Regions from separate parts of the Sus scrofa genome. Here region 1 is linked to region 2. Evidence: chromatin contacts called from public Hi-C data. All regions are on one chromosome and are shown on one strand. Each heading gives the region's core, a stretch centred on a gene start, on an enhancer-like site or on the middle of the called end of the contact. The rest is flanking DNA. Distances are from core to core; before and after follow the strand shown.

Region 1 (3,248 bases), core at 528-3,027, 150 kb before region 2:
TCACTCAGGGGGTTAAGGATCTGGCGTTTCCATGAGCTGCGGTGCAGGTTGAAGACAGGGCTCAGATCCCATGTGGCTGTGGCTGTGCTGTAGGCTGGCAGCTGCAGCTCCAATTCAACCCCTAGCCTGGGAACTTCCATAGGCTGAGGGTGAGGCCCCCCAAAAGACAATATTTAATTTATTTAATGTTCCTTAAAGGCAAGAAAGACCACATATCCTAAGTGTCCAGCTGGCTGAATTTCTACCAAGTGGACACCATGTGTAACCACACCCAGACTGAGAAGTGACCTCTTAGCAGGATTTTGATGTCCCTTTCTTCTGTTTCAGTAGATTCCTCTTTCCAGCAAGGGCAGCCCCTCCCCCTGGCTCACCACGGTGTCTAAGGAGCAGGCTACAGTGCAAATTAACCCTTTGATGGCTGTGGCCAGGACAGCATGTGTTTTTTTGAGAAGCCTCTTCTGGCAGCAATTGCCATTTCAAAGCAGGGGAAAAAAAAAAAAAAAAAAAGTGTGTGTGAGGGAGTAATTTTGTGTGTAGGAGAAAAGTGTTTCTAATTTTCAATCCTGAACATGTGAGGGGAAGAAGGAAGATGGGAAGGAGGGAAATAAGTCCGTAAATGCAGCCTGGCTCCGCTTCCCCATTAGATGCTGGAAGCATTCCAGGGAAGTGCCATTTGGAGCAGGAAGCAAACAGAGCTGCCCTCCCCTACCTGCCTCAGCCTCGGTGGCCTGGGTGGGTCACCTCCTCCTCCACGAGCCTTCAGAGGCCTGGCTAGGTCGCTGGTTATTATTTCATAGCACACACTTTTCCCTGGAAGCCCGATACGGTATTGAACATATGGTTTTGATTTTTTTTTTTTTTTTTTTTTCGGTTTTGAACCAGCGAACAAGATGGAGCGTGTCACCAACCCAACTCCAGGATCTGCTGGTTCTGCCCAACCGTGAGGGGAAACAAACCCCATGAACAGGATGGCCGCCCTGTTCTAGCAGCTTCGGGGCCAAGGAGGACCCGCTGAGGGCCAGGGGCCAAAAGGCAGTGGCATTGAGCCCAGGCTATTGACCAGACAAAGCACACAGGCCCTGTCCGAGCCTCTCTGTGGCTTTCTGCACTAATTCTCAAGCTGGAAGGAAGGGATCAGAACATCAAATAAAAACCAACAGCCGCAGGAAATTCACTCAAGCCCCAACATGTATTTGGCTCGGGGGGGCCACTGTTAACTCAGGGATCCACAAGGGTCCAATGGCCACCTTCTCTGCCTTCACATCTTGGGGTGGCTGGCTGGTCGATGTCTCCAAAAATCATCCTTCCTCTCAATTATTTTTTTCTGATCAATTATTTTAGTGTGGCCTGGGGTATCTGACATTCATTTTACCCTGAAGGGGGAAGACAAACAAACTCATGCTCCCTAGGGGGCAGCTGGAAAATGTGTACTTTTAATTAAAAAGGCACATTTCCAGCATGGCAAAGAGTCCTGGCCGAGTTTAGAGGACATGAGTGAAACTAGGAGAAAAAGGAAAACCAAAAACAAAAACAAGGCAGCGTTGTGATGGAGCAGGGGGCCTGGAGACCCTAAATATCAGCCTGGGAGTCTTCCTAAGAAAAGCTGGAGGGTGGCTCTCCACTCAAGGGGTAAAGCCTCAGAGCAGGCTTTCTCTGGGATCTCTCTAGATGAAAACCTGGCCAGCTCGTCGGGAAACGGTTCACCAGCCCTGCCCCCCTCCCTTTGTTTGCTCAGGGCGGCCCTGGGAAGGCCTGGGCGGAACCCAGAGAGAAAATCCTTCCTGGTTTCACCGCTCAGGGGAAGGAGGGCAGGTTAGCGCACCCTGCTGTGGACTGGAGCCGGGATTAATTAGTTCCTTCGGTGACCTTGGCATCTACTGACGGCAGAGTGTGTCTCTAAGCCGTGGAGGGCTGTGCTGAGAGCGACAGAGAAACTCTCGAGGGCTCGGAGCCACTGCTAGAAGGATCGCCCTTCTGTTGTGCCAAGAAACATACACAGCACAACAACAACAAAACCCCACAACGTGTACTTTTACCTGGAAAACTCCCTAAGTGGGGTATTGGAATTGTGCAACTGTTATCTATTTATCTATATTTCTATCAATTTACATCTGCATGTGTATCTATATATTATATACACATACTAATCTATGTCTAGGTATATATTACTCTAAATCTATATCTATCTACGTCTTTATTAATCTATATCTCTGGAGTGTATTACGTTAATATACATATATTCACCTAAGTCTGTCTGTCTGTCTCTCTCTAGCTCTCATCTATCTAGCTAGCATTCTTTGCGTGGTTTTTACAAGTCAATGCCTAGGAATTTGATGGGTGTTCTGAAGGTGCCTAAAGCTTCTCATTGGATCAGAAGACAACTTTCAACCATTCCATGCAGCTGAGAAGGTGTCTGTCTCTCTCCCGCCTCCCCTCCATCCATCCGCTTCCCCGCCCCTGTGCTCAGGTCTGAACAGAGCTGAGGAAGAATGGAGAGGCCACCCCTTCTCTATGGCAGCCGGTTCAAGGTTCAAGTCTAATCGTGATATGGGTCAGCAGTGTGACAAAGCTGCCAGGAAAACTCTGAGTGTCTTAGGTTGCATAAATAAAAGCACATTCCCTGAAAATAACAGGAGGTGCCAACTGCTCCTATCAGAGGAAGTGGGTTTGCCACCTTGAAATACAGAGGGGCTCGCCTGGAGGGGCGCTGGACCCACTTAGGGTCACTCCAAGGCCTGGACGAGGGCTGAGCAGCCAAGGCCCAGGGAGTCACATCTCATTTCGGCACGAGGAAGAATCTTAGAGTGCTGTGTAGGTCCGTGTGCCTTTTGGGGTGGTGGTGGCCCCGTATCCGGAGGCGGATGGTGGCCGTGAGAAACTGCCTGGCAGGACTGCGGTTGAGGGGAGACGGGAATTGTCTCTTTCCTTCCAAGCTGGATCCCTCCTGAGTTCCGGCTTGGGTCTGTGGCGGGTCAGCCGGGTGGCTCTCAGAATGTGATGTGCTCAGAGGTTCTCTGTGGACCCCGGTGTGTCTCCCCACACCTCACCCAGAGGGACAAGGACTCCGGTGGAGGAGCAGGTCACAGGAAAAGCAAAGAGTTAAAAGGACCAGCTCTCTGTGGGTCCCGAAGCCCCAAGGCAGCTCGTCCCTTTGATCCTGCCTCTTAATTGCAGCCTTGCTGCAACAGGGAACTTTGAAGAAAAGAAACAGGGCAACTCTTAGAGATAGGGTTTGTTTTGTTTCCTGA
Region 2 (3,208 bases), core at 601-3,100:
TCAGGTTGGGGGTCCTCACGGGACTGGGGGTTCAGGTGTTGAAGAAAGGACGTGTGATCTTGGGACTCCCTGCAGTGCTCCCATGACCATGAGCAGGGGACATGACAAGACAGGTCCTCTTTGGTGGGTGGAGGGCTTGGGTGGGGTCTCGGGGGCGGGGGAGGAGCAGGCAAGGCTCTGGCTCCTCTGCTCTCTGCCTGAGGCAGGCCTGGAGGCTAGTGGAGCAGTGGAGTTAGAGGAATTGATTATGGATTGTCCCTCCTCTACAGAGAAGTAAAACGAGGCCAGCTAAGTTTGCTGAAGGACGTGCTGAGAGCTGAGAAATAGGAAGAGCAGGTATGTGTCCCGAACTTTCATCACTGTACTGCTGTCACTCACGTTTCTAGGTCAGGAGGAAGCTGAAACAGCTCACAGCACCACAAGCCCATGTGGTCACTGATGAGAATGGCCACGGAGAAATAAAAGAGATGAGACTCCTTTCTGCGGGGGGCTGAGAGTAGGGATGGGAATTTAAAACCTCCTTTCCTGTTTGTATGAAGAATCAGGGCACTGGGGACTGGGCTCTGGACGCTGACCTTGGCACATGGATCCACCTGTGTGTTTTCAACTCTTCAGCAAACACGTGGCGAATGCATATCTTGCCGATGCATATCTTGCAAGGGAGGAGTTCCATGGGGTGGCTACCAAATTCAGACATGCCCATGGCTGCTGCTATGGAAAGTAAAACACTGTGAAAAAGAACAGGAAATGGGAAAACTGGAAACCACCAAGAAGAGAGAACTGCACGTTAAGTGGATAATGGGTAACGGAGGCCTCTAGTGTCCGAGGATGCTCTCCTCCCCAAAGAGGCGCCTTTAAAGTGATTTGATTTCACCACTAAATTGTTTGCTCCTAAGATAAGTGCTCAGAAAGGGAGCTGCATTCTAAGAGATGAATGTTTCAGGCTTTTAGATCCCGTGAAGAAGAGAGGGGAAAAAAAAAATGAGGGATGAACTGTTTCTTTAAGCTGCCAGAATGGGGCTTTCCTTCCTCCAAGTAATTGCTGCTGGGAGAGTCCAGCCTTCCTGGATTAGCATCCAGCCTGGACCACTTTCCTTAAAGCCTATTACTGGTAGGCATGGAAGGACAGCTTTGGAGGAGGACTGAAATGGATTCAGTGTTGCCTTACAGAGGGGCGCACACTTTGCCCCAGAAGGGAAAAAAAAAAAAAAAAAAAAAAACAGAGGGTAATTTGTCTGTAATAGTCCTTGGCTGGTGGGAAAGGGTTCCTTGGTTTTTAAATCTGAGGTCATGTTCCCCAGGGCCCTGGCATCTCATCTCTGGAAAGCAAGGTCAGTGTTAACGGTGAAAACCAGAGTGAAGGCGAGGGGCTGAGCTTCAAGGTGATGGGAAGTAGCTGCTTAAACATGCATGGGGTTCACCTGCCCCTGCGCTCTGCCCCGCCCTTCCTGCTTATTCTGCGGAGTGAGCTGGAAGAAGTCCCAGCCGTGGGGGGGATCGGGAGACGCCACTGCCACTTGAGTACAGACGTTAAATTGCACTTAAACACTGGGTGCATTAGTCTCCAAATTGTTCTGGGCACCGCTTCCCTCCCTGCCCCTCTGCCTGGAAGGTCGCAAAGAACCACTGACTGCCGTGGCTTTCCTTGTGCTCAGCACATGGAGCTGAAAGGCCAAAAGCAAAGGGAACATTAGTGACCCCAGGAACCATTCATCAGGCTTCTAACACCGGAGCGGGAGGCGGAGGGAGCACGACGATCACGTGTTCTGAGAACTGTCCAGATGCTGAGGGAACAGGTGATTTACTGGTGCAGAAAGCCAAGAAGAGCTGCCAAAGGGAGCAGGACCCAGGAGCTCAGCCACTAAATGATTTCCTAATGGCCTGAACGAGTCCCGGTGCCTCCCTTCAGACCTGACGGAATAGCAAAGGTGCCCTTTGGACCTGGGAGAGAATCCGGATCATTAACCCGAGCTGGATGTTGTTTTGTTTTGTTTTTTCCTAGCTGGATGGTTTTAAGATAAGAGGAAAGAGGATTGAAGCTACAGGGACCTGTGAATGGTATCGGAAGTTCTTTTTTTTTTTTTTTACTGATTTGTATTTGTGGTTTCTTGAATTATGGAACACTCCCTTTTAAAAAATAAAGTTTTGGACTCTCATGCCAGGGTGTGTGCGTGTATGTCCAAATACACATATCAGACTTTACATTCAACTTCGGAGAATTTTTGTGCCCCTAAACTTACCCACTGGTTTAGGGAATTCTGCCCCTAAACTTACCCACTGGTTTAGGAAATTCTGCCCCGTATCGATTATGAGGGAAATGCTTTATCTAAGAACAAAATTCCCCCGTTCGGAAAGTTTGAAAATATTTAATTAAGGGGGGTGGGTATTCCTCATGAAAACAAATAAGTTAATATGAGTTTTTATCTTTGGTTGAAGTTAAATTCCTGAATATTCATCTTTAGTTTCTCTTCCAGGCTTCCCTTGTCACTTTGTCACTTCCACAATTAAATATGGGTAAAACTTAGTCATCTATTAACAAAATGTGTATTTAACATTTATAATGTGCAAACAAATACGCGAAGAGCCCTGCCAAGGATGCAGAGATGAACAAGGCACGTTCTAGATGCTCAAAGAGGTTTCTGAACGGGCTGTAAAAACGAGATACTTAGAAGAGCAACTCCGATGCCACATAGAATGTGGCTACAGATAGGAATCCAAGATCCAAGGGGGAAAGTACCTTTCTGGGTGACATAAACTGGGACGGTTCCGTAAATGGCAGTTGTGCAATTTAAACAGATTAAAAGTGTTTTTCAAACTGTTTCATCCTGCACCTTCAGTGAGAAACATGTCATGTCACCGTCGCCCACAGAGCCACATATATATCGGAAATAAAAATTGCACAAAGGAATATTTTATCTTATGGTGGATGCACAGCCTCTGCTATGCCCTCTTCTCCTCTACTGTTCTCCACTTATTTTCATGTAGCCAAAAAGCATGTTTGGAACTCACGATGTTTCTTTCACAACCCAACTGCTGTCAACAAGTTGATAAATGCTGCCTTGATGGATGGCAGGGGTGGGAGTACTTTGCCTGAGTCATATCAACTGAGATTTTCAGAAATCCTGTGCTACAGGTACCATTGTTTTCCCTGCTGAGCAAACTGGGACTTGGAGAGATGAAGTCACAGGTCAGAGATGGTGCAGCCTTT

What was found. Hi-C and Micro-C count contacts between places; a contact is called where the count stands out from the background.
Region 1: a Hi-C map of liver shows a contact between it and region 2, with 2.9 times the contacts expected there. The contact joins two enhancer-like sites. A contact is called at or near these places in 1 of 5 promoter capture datasets (liver) and 1 of 47 Hi-C or Micro-C datasets (liver).

What each region holds. Positions count from the first base shown.
Region 1 is chr11:66,493,875-66,497,122 of Sscrofa11.1, reverse strand. The region is part of intron 1 of MBNL2 (muscleblind-like protein 2); the gene reads right to left. Among named protein-coding and RNA genes, the nearest start is that of MBNL2, 14 kb to the right of the region's middle. Within about 2 kb of position 1,777, at least 46 of the 83 cell types and tissues checked have an H3K27ac peak or open chromatin away from gene starts, as enhancers often do. A contact at or near this core is called in liver, where this site is marked.
Region 2 is chr11:66,341,438-66,344,645 of Sscrofa11.1, reverse strand. No RefSeq gene overlaps it. Among named protein-coding and RNA genes, the nearest start is that of OXGR1, 47 kb to the right of the region's middle. Within about 2 kb of position 1,850, at least 4 of the 83 cell types and tissues checked have an H3K27ac peak or open chromatin away from gene starts, as enhancers often do. A contact at or near this core is called in liver, where this site is marked.